Regions from separate parts of the Gossypium hirsutum genome. Here region 2 is linked to region 1. The links are chromatin contacts, called in public Hi-C maps. All regions are on one chromosome and are shown on one strand. Each heading gives the region's core, a stretch centred on a gene start, on an enhancer-like site or on the middle of the called end of the contact. The rest is flanking DNA. Distances are from core to core; before and after follow the strand shown. Region 1 has its middle 30 kb from the start of LOC107955177. Region 2 holds the start of LOC107955180 (protein trichome birefringence-like 30).

Evidence for each region. Hi-C and Micro-C count contacts between places; a contact is called where the count stands out from the background.
Region 2: a Hi-C map of leaf shows a contact between it and region 1, with 4 times the contacts expected there. The contact joins the promoter of LOC107955180 here to the enhancer-like site in region 1. A contact is called at or near these places in 5 of 34 Hi-C or Micro-C datasets (leaf and petal).

What each region holds. Positions count from the first base shown.
Region 1 is chrD04:13,557,099-13,562,226 of Gossypium_hirsutum_v2.1, forward strand. No RefSeq gene overlaps it. Among protein-coding and RNA genes, the nearest start is that of LOC107955177, 30 kb to the right of the region's middle. Within about 2 kb of position 2,478, at least 6 of the 9 cell types and tissues checked have an H3K27ac peak or open chromatin away from gene starts, as enhancers often do. A contact at or near this core is called in leaf, where this site is marked.
Region 2 is chrD04:13,610,011-13,615,138 of Gossypium_hirsutum_v2.1, forward strand. It overlaps LOC107955180 (protein trichome birefringence-like 30), which reads right to left and starts at 2,537. Exons shown (of 5, transcript XM_041092012.1): 1 at 2,032-2,537; 2 at 1,710-1,802; 3 at 1,410-1,609; 4 at 1,151-1,294; 5 at 607-1,062. The coding sequence starts at 2,067. The coding sequence ends at 717. It overlaps LOC107955181 (clathrin heavy chain 1), which reads right to left. Exons shown (of 32, transcript XM_041092013.1): 32 at 4,881-5,128.

The DNA of each region.
Region 1 (5,128 bases), core at 1,228-3,727:
CGGTGGCAGAAGGGCAGTTGGCCAGAAGGCCCTAGGTGCGGCGCACCTATGGTTAGGGTTTCCTTTTTCTGATTTGTGTTTTGGGCCATTTGGGCTTTGCATTGTAATTGGGCTCGGGTTGTAATTGGGCTTGGGGTATTGGGTTTGCTGATTTGTAAATTGGACTGGACTTTAGTTTATTTTGGTTTTATTTGTTCTTTGGTTTAATTGGGCCCGGGCAAAATGGGCTTGTACAATTTTAATTAATTAAATTAGATGAGATATTTGTATGGAAGTATGAAGAAATTTATTCAAACTCTCCATGCTCTAATGCTACCATCATATAAAAGGGGAAAAATTCTCCTTTTCTTACAATTTAGTCCTTTGTTATGAAATCTCGTTATTTCACCCAAAATTCTTAGAATTTTCCCTAGGCACCAAAGAGTAAAGATGAAGCAGATTTCGTAGAGAGTATGTTCCACAACTTAGAAGCAAGAAATTAGTAGATGTAAGTGAAGAAAATTAGAAGAAAATAGAAGGATAGTGATGAAGTTGAGAAATAAATGGAAAAGAAGCAAAAGAGAAGAAATTCTTGTCAAAAGTGGTAAGTTTGCAAATTAAATTTACTTATATCTCTATGATTTGAGTTAAATATGTTATGAATGAAATGCAAGATATGTGAATTTTAATTGAAATAGTAGAGATAGAAAGTAATTGATGAAGTATGATATGTAGAAACACCAAGTTTTAAGTGAAAGAGAGAAATATGATTTGTATTACGAGAAGTTTTAAGGTAAATAAATGAATATGATATCAACATATGAACCTAAATGACTCTAATGAATAGTATGTATGTTTAAATGAAAGTTAATTTAAAGAACCATGGAAAAGTAAATATTATCACAAACAATTTTTGGACAACAGCAGTAGCTTAAATTTAAAAATTCACAAAAAAATTTAAAAGATGAGTTAAATGATAAACCAAGTATGAAATTAAATTTTAATGAATCTAGTTCTGTACAGAAGAAACGGTGTAAGCAATGAGATTGTATTGAATGAGATATATGCATTTTAGTGAAACAAGGTTATACAAATTGTAGGATTTGCTATTCTAACTTTGAAAATCATTAAAAATTGTAAAAAAAATAGTTAGGAGATGAAATTCATATATATATATAAATCTTAATGAGTCTAATTTCAAGAGAAATAAACAACAATGTTATATGAATTTTATACAGAAAGATAAATAATATTTAGTGGAGAAGGGTCAGAGCTTCTTAGTAGTAGAACAATGGAAGATTTGAAGAAAAAAATGGCATTAATATACTTTGAACTAAATTCTGAGTTTTTTTTATGATAAAAAATTCATTGAGTCTAGTTTCAAAAACAAAAAGTGTATCTTAATTTTGATTTTTGTAGGCCAAGATATAAATAATTTAGTAACTTCTACTCAAGTAGACAACCTTGTTAAGAGTATAAGTGCAATTAGTGAAAAAAGTATTTCATATTACATATAGGCATGCTATACTAAAAGTCAAAGGTACTCACATATATATATACATGTACATATAGGATGTGGAATGAAGAGGAGGAAGAAGAGGAAAAATAATGAAGGAGTTGTAATGCTAAGAAGTTCACATAAGAGATGGAATTGCTAATATGTAAGAGAAGCTAAAATGAACTTGTGAAGATTAGATTGACCTTTATCGAAATTTTAAGCTTGGAAAGTGACCAAGAATGTTTGAAAAATGAAATAATGATGTTTAGATATTGTGTCATAAATGCTTACAACTTGATTTTTGGATCTCCTATTCCAAGTCTCAAGACATAAGAGCCAAAGTCTCTAGACAGGTAAATTTCGAATCTAAAATAGTACAGTTCTAGGGTCATGTCTCGAGACATGTACTTTTGTCTCGAGAAAAGTAGATTTCGAACCAAAATTGCTACAGTACTAGAGTAATTTCTCGAGATACGTAGATTCTTGTTTCGAGACATATAAACCATGACTGAAATTTTTCTTGTTTTGCTTTAAAAAAGACCTCGAACAACCTCCATTCGAAACCAGGTCATAAAAAAAGTTTACAAATGGTACAAGAACATTTAAATAACTTTAAATAGGTCTGAATTATGAGTGGAACATGACTAAATAGTTTAAAATTTAATGAAATAATTGGCTCGAAAATGTGACCTTCTTTACTCGAATTTAATTAATAGCTTAGGTAAGGGATTTAAGTTACAAGCTAAACAATTCATTTATCGTAGCAGGCCTCCAAAGGAAGACTGATTGATACAGGAATAATGGAATCAGCAGAAACACTAGAAACGGACATGGCATTATTATACATCCCATCTTTAGAAGAAATTGTGCTTGAAATCTCATCCCTTGTATGTTTTTTAGTTTCATCGAGTTCCATAATATCCTCTTTAGCTTTGTACCTCGATGGTGAAGTAGAAAAAATGCCCAATTGACCATGCGGTGGGCCCATCTCTCCAATAGAAGCAATGTTTGTATTCGGTAAAGGCCCAAAATGTGGTTGGCCCATTTGTGTAGCAAGTTGACCTCCACTCAAAGCCGGTTACCCGGGCCGAAAATTTAGGAAAAGACAAGTAGCAATTGTCAATCCTTGATTTATTCCTAGCCGCAAAATTTCAATCACCACTATCCCTGAATTCATGCCTTCACTGATGCAGTCGCCTCCTATAGCTGTACCGGACTTCAGCATGAATACTTTCTTGCCAACCACGAACCACTTTGTCCTCTGGAAACTCAATAGGCTTCCTACAATTGTTTTCAATGTGCCCAATGGGCCCAAAAGTGTAGCAAATCAGCCGAATGCATTCATAGCTAAAAGAGACTTCAAAGTATTGATCCCCTTACTTTGTAATCTTCTTCTTGCGCGTCAAAGGTTCGTTGATGTTGATACGAACACAAATTCACATATAGCTATTATGGAAATTACGTTGACTATTCACATCATAGTCTAAGAAACTATTAATAACATTACCACGATTTTTGACGAGACCCTCAAGAAAAAAACCGAGCAAGATCTATACTTAAACAAAAAAAATTTGCATATAAAAATTCAATCTCATCGACATTTTCACTTTTGGCCAATTGATGGATAAACAGGATACAATTATTGAATGACCATGAACCCCCGAAATCATCTTCTTCAAATCCACAATAACGAACAATTTAATAAGATAAAGACTATTTTCACCAATAGTCTTGCTACTAACACCTTGAATTGAACGTCAAAGAGATAAGAGGGAATGTTCCATAGCATTAAAGTTGATGGCCCTTTCACCCACGAACTTACCAAACCAAGCAAAGGTCATAATCAATTTCTTCCCTATAGATTTCTTCAATGTTAACCACCAACTCAACATCTACCTTCTCTTTAATTGAAAAAACCTTAAGCTCGGTCTCTTTACTCAAAGTACAAAAAAAAAAAGAAGATAAAAGAGAATTAACAAGCAATACAAACATGCACAACAATATTATAGAACTTGCACTCTAAATAGGTTAGGAAAAAGAGAGAGAGCGAAAGAACGAGCCAAGACAACAATTGGATATACTATTAGTGTATGAGTTTTATGCACAATTAATGAATAAAAAACAATACTTCATCATTGGATAAAACAAAAAAAATAGTAGATGACCTATATATAAATACTAATAATTTTATTTTAAACATAATTAAATATAAATATGAATTATAATTATTAGGGATAAATCCCAAAACTACACATGAACTTTGTTCAATGTGCAATGTTATATATGAACTCTGATTTTGTGCAATTTTATACATGACATTTTGAATTGACTCAATTTTCATAAATAACTAACAAAATTATCAATATAATATCATTTTACATTTGAAAATCACTTAAACAAATAATTATACTTATCCAATATAAAAATAAATTGATGTATCCATTTCATTAAATGTATACGATTGAATCAAAATCAAAGTTTAATGTGTATAATTGCACAAAATCAAACTTCATGTATCAAAGTGCACATTGGATCAAAATTCATGTATAATTTTGATATTTATCTCTAATCATTATTTCTATAGTTTCCAGTTTAGAATTTATTGTTTAGGATTTAATGCTTAGGATTTATATTGAATTTTGAGTTTACGGTTTAAGGTTTATATTGAGTTTTGAGTTTCGGATTTCAAATTTTGAGTTTATTTTTAAATAAAGTTAGTTAGTATTTTATTTATAAGTCCTATTGTATTTTTCATTTCACTAGTGATGAAATGTCGTGTTATTATTTACTAGCAGTGCATGAGACTTATGCATTGAGGGTATATCAAATATTCACTCGAAAAACATACCACGTAAGGTTAAAATATGCTACAAGTCTTTGTACTCTTCCTACATATGAAATATAGTCTCTTGACTTCTATTTTTAGGAATTTAATCACCTTACTTTTCAAATTGCAAGATTTTGGTCCAATGGTTAAATGCGTTGGTGAAAAGCTTTTACAAGAGGCTCGAAGTCGACAAGATTTGAAGAGGGTATAAGTAGTGAATTGCATTTGTTAATTGTATTTTGATCGTAGTTTATTCTGTTGTATATGTTTTGTTCAACAAATTGTCAAAGGGGAAGATTGTTGGAATAACTAAGATGTGTTTGAGGAAGCAACCACTTCCTGAAGTATTGCAACAGACTAGACACTTTCCATATTTAGTTGATTGATAATTTATTGAATCAGATTTTTGGGTTATGCTAATATTGTGGATTGTTTCTAGCCCACCAATGAAAATCATATCACTTGAGGAAACATATTTGGAGACCATCGGATTGAGTCTATCTAATCCGTTAGATTGATGAAGTTGGATTGGATTGGAACATTGAAGAATTAGCTACCAACAATCTTTTTTTTACCTTGTTTGCTAATATTATATTGTATTCAACTAGTTTAGTTGTTATTAATAGGGATTGATAAAGATCTTCATTATGTTAGCGAATATTGAAAACTATATAATTGAGAGATTTGTATATGTTATTTTATAGATTATTGAAAGCACTTTGTAACACCCCTTGTTCGACCCAATCGCTGGGTCCGAGCTACAGGATGCCACATTCGTTGTCAGAGTAACTACAATCAATTACAACATAATTTCTATTGATTCA
Region 2 (5,128 bases), core at 1,287-3,786, 53 kb after region 1:
GTTACGGGTTGGGATTTGGTGGTTATGGTGGAGTCTTGGCAGATGAGTGACAATGAGTGATGCTAGTGTGGTGATTAAATGATAGTAGGCTTGTGGAGGTGGCCAACGTCGAGGGTGGTGGTGAGAGAGCCAAGAGGGATGAAGAAAAATGTTGAAAAAGCACCCCCTACTTTTCTCTTTCTGTTTTTATTGTTTAATGGTGGCATGTGAGAGGGATGATGGGAAAATGTCCAATGTGGCAAGTCAACTAGTTAACTGCCACGTCATCTGTCTCGTTAAGCCTGTAACGGAAAATGTTAATAAGTGACTAATTTGTCACTTTTCAATAATATTAGTGACCGATTTGTTATTTTTTGAAAGTTGAGTGGCTGAATTTAAAGTTGAGTGGCTGAATTTAAAGTTGAGTGATTATTTTGTCATTAAAATAAAAGTTGAGTGACTGTTGGTATAATTTACCATTGTTTTTAATACTTGTCCTACCATATTTGGACCTGAAGATCTCAAGGACCACTTGCTTTCCTATCTGGTACCTACAATCCATTGCAGCTTCTAACCAAGCTGGACCTTAGAGCACATTCAAAATCGTTCTAAATTGCACCTGAACGGTTATAAGAAAAGGAGTTCTTGTATTCTTAATCTTGTAACGGATAAAAAGCGAATTATTTTTCTAAATCATACATTCATCTCTAGGACTGAATCAATCATGACAATCAAAGTCAAGTTCGGTACATGATAAGTGCAAATAGCAATTCATTCCACGTATCAGGCAATCCAGGCAGACACCAATGCAAACAATCTGCATACCTTGCCGGATCAGATTTTTGTTCTTGCGTCAGCAACTTACCACCAGGAGCTGCATAGATTGATGTATGTGCATCTTTCCGGTATTCGGATAGCCTCGTTATGTTGAGGAAGTGAAGCGGTATTTTCATGGATTGAATGACATTCACCGCGGTTGTGAAAAGCTGCCAATTGGTACCCACATCAATTCTCGATATGTTCGGAAATGGAGATGTCTCGTTCCAACACTTGATCCTATTCGTGTTATTCCAATCAGAGCTCCTGTTTTAATTTGCATACACAAAATGCGTTAAAGTATCTGTTTAGAACCATCTAATTGAGAAGTTTTCAAGTGTTTGCTAGTTTATACTTCATATGTGTAGGACTCATACTGCTGAAGAACACTGAAGTTCTACTAGAATCAACATTTTCTTCCACCCATTTAGCCCATGATTTCAAAGCCCTCTCATATGCTACATTCTGATCAATGTCGACAGAATCCGTTGCCCCATTACTGAAAGATCCTTGCCTTTTAGGTCAGTTTTGAAGAAAGAATTGAGTGAAATTTTCTAGTATTTCAGAACCATATGTACTAAAGAATGTAAAAGACAACAAATGTAAGAACTTACAGAGCTTTCATAGTGGGGTACCTCCACCAAATATAAGTATTGAATATGAGATAATCCACATTTTTCCAGTTATCCCCGTGTTTTGAGATTGATTCAAGCTTGACTACAGGAACCACTGTGCCATACCTCATTGTTGGAGGGTCTACATTGGATTCAACCAGAAATGGTGCCCAGTAAAACTCCATTGTAGCATTGTAATCCTACACAGTTCAAACAAATTCTTTCATTTTTTTTTCTTAGTTATTTGTATGAAATCAATCAATGAGTTAAAATATTGTAGAAACAGTAGCAAGCAATTACCTCCATTTTAAAGACAGTGGTATAGCTTGCATAACTAAAGCTCTTCTTCTCTGGTGGGATAATAGATTGAACCATACAAACCATAGATAGCATCTGGTTCAAATTTATGGAGTCCCCAACAAACATTAGCCTCTTTCCTCTAAGTTTCTCCAGCAATAAATTTGCCTCAAACCTTAACCCAAAATTTTTAACTATTCAAGGGTTTATGGAGTAGCATATCGTTTCAAAATATGCAAGGAACAAGATACTTGAAGAAAAATGGAAGACTAAAAGAATGAATCTGAAAAGAATTACCAAGTACTTAGAGAAAGAAAGTATTTACTTGGGCAAAGAGCAGTCTCTGGGCTGCCATCTCCATTTCTGGTATAAAGACTCAGGCCTTCCATTCTTCAAGCAAGTCACCATGTCAGTAAGGAACTCACAGTTGTCTTCTTTGTATAAAGGGTGTGATGACCCATTATCAAAAACCCATTCTCCTGTGAAGATATCACACTCTTCTAATGGCGAAACAATCCTTTCATAGTCGCCATCGTCAGCTTTGTTTGTTTCTTGAAGTTGAACATAGGTTGAGTTTGAAGATTCCTGGAAGGGGTGTTGGTGTTTGAAATCTGGGAATGGAATGGTTTTCATGTATTGATTGTAACAAAAGAATGCAAAGAACAAAGTTGAAAAAGTTACAATGGTTAGCATGGGGAAGTAATTGCATCTTTGGGTCTTATCAAAAGGTCTCATTGTTACTGATTCTCTATCACTCTATCAGAGACTGAATTTCTGTTCTTGGGATTTTATCTTCTTCTTTATCTGTTTTTAACTTCCTTTTTAATAGGTATAAGTCAACCTCCCATTTGTTAACTAACAACAGCTTCCGTTACTGTTTCTTTTTCGTTTTTATTTTTTTTAAGGGTAAGAATAAAGATTGTACAGGATCGAATTTAGAATGCCTGAACTTTTTACCACCCACAATTTTTTCTTACCTTGCTTGATGTGTTTTAACCAGTAATGTTGATATTTACTGGTTTATCCATTAAATTAATTTTCGTTGGTTTCATTAAAAAATGTGGCAAATCAAACAACCAACTAATTTTTACGATTAGACACGCTAATGTTGTCACTGTATGGGTGCTGATCCGGATTAGGTGCCCCCGGTTGCTGTTTTCGATCGGGTTGGGGTGGCTCCCAGCCTCCCCCTCTTATGGGGTCTTGGTCTGATTATTAAGCAAGGCTTTCAATGAAAACGAAAGTCGATTAGAAACAGGGATTTATGCATTAATATTTTCATTAGTGGCTAATGTCTAAGTGATCGGTGATGATTCCTTTTTTTTCTACTTTATGGGGTTTGACAGCATATGTTTGAGATCTTGATGATTGGCAACCATTGTGTTGGACAATACGCCATTGTTGTTCTATCTCTAATTACTTTTCTTCTTCAAAAAGAAATCTCTTTTTGTCAAAAAGAATATATATTAGATGAATTTTTACCTTGGTTACTTTTATTAATAAAAAAACTTAAATTTAAGATTACTTAATTGATTATTGGATATATTATATTATCTATTATTTGATTATTAGATAATTTTTATTGTTTAATTAATAAAATGTAAAAGAATACCGACTTTAAAATTTATAGAATAGTCAATCGAGTTATCATTTTTTTGTTTTTTTAGTCCAAAACCGTTAAAACATTAATATGGCCGTTAATTTGATTGATTTGCATCTTAAAAAATATTGGGACTTTTAGTCATGTTTGAGCTGTTGAGTGGACAACAATTAATGGATTTCAATTTCTTTTAACTTTTAGAATGGCTAAATTAGATTCCTTATCATGTTATGCTTTATAGTGGTATCAAAACCTATAAAATTTAACTACTCATAAATTTATTTTAGGTTTAAATTATGCAAAAAAATACATTGAGAAAAACGATTAACATTTTAACATTTACTGAATTAATATTTGATTAACTCAAAACATCAACTTTGTTAATATATATACTGTTGTAAAATGTACATAGAAAAAATTTAAAAAGAAAAAGGAACCGAATATTTTGACTATTTTACCAAAAAAAGCCCTTTTTTTTCAATATTTACCGAAATGGGCCGATTTTTTAATTATTTATCGAAATGAGCCATTTTCCGCGAAATCGCGTCCACGTCAGCGCGACCTGCTGACATGGACACAAATCGCGCCTACGAGGACGCGATTTGCTGACGTGGCATGACCAGTTTATGTTTTTAGCTTGGAAAACTTTGAAAGGCCATAATTTTTGGCTCGGTTGTCCGATTGAGACGATTTTTTTTTATTTCGAATAAATTTTCGAGATCTACGCACTGACAAACTCCCAAAGGCAGTTTGCCGCAGTTTTCGTCGAAAAAGATCCTTTTTTACCCCCTTTTTTGCCCCTAAATTTCGATTTTTTCGGTTTAAAATTGAATTTTGAAACATTCAAATTATTATTTTCCTTATTTATTTGAAGTAAACACCGGATATTTTTTTACAGAATTGCCTTATATCATCCTGTTATAGGTATAAGTCAGCTCATTCCACTTTTGAGAAGTTTCCTAAAATTTTCTATTTTATTCAATTTAGTCCCTAAAACCTAAATAGTCATATTTTCAAATCTAAGCTTCGTTTTTCAATTCAAATTCAAGTTCATCCTTCCATAACATTCAAATATTCTTAAATACAAAAATTTCATGCTAATTTTGAAATAATTACACTTTAATCTCTATACTCGTAACTAACAAATTATACTTTACAAATTAGTCCCTATTCATCTCTAAGCAGTTTTTCAACGCATAGATCTCGAAAAGTTATTCGAAATCAAAAAAAATTCGTCTCAATCGGACAACCGAGCCAAAAGCTATAGCCTTTCAAAATTTTCCATGCTAAAAACATAAACTGTTCATGCCACGTCAACAAATCGCGTCCTCGTAGGCGCGATTTGTGTCCACATCACTAGGTCACGCTGACGTGGACACGATGTCCTAACACGTACCCTGACATCGCGCTTACGTGGACACGATTTCGCAAAAAATGACCTATTCTGATAAATAATTAAAAAATCGGCCTATTTCGGTAAATATTGAAAAAAAAAGAACTTTTTTGGCATTTTGCCCAAATATTTTAGGTGTAAGGGGGGAAACAGAGTCGAAAAATATCAAATTTCGAAACAATGACGGGCGTAATGTGCAAGTGTTTTCGTATATACTCGTAAGTCGCTTCCAAACACCGGAAGAAAATAATACTACAAAAAGGAAAATTACAAATATGCATTAAATCCTCGGCTTGCCCCCTATCAGCAGCCAAAAAAATGCCTCTTGCTACATAAAAAAAATGAATATTACAAGACATATCACACACCCTACCAGAGACGGACAAGAAAAATAAAATGACAGCGTCGAAGCGTGAAAATTTGCCACTA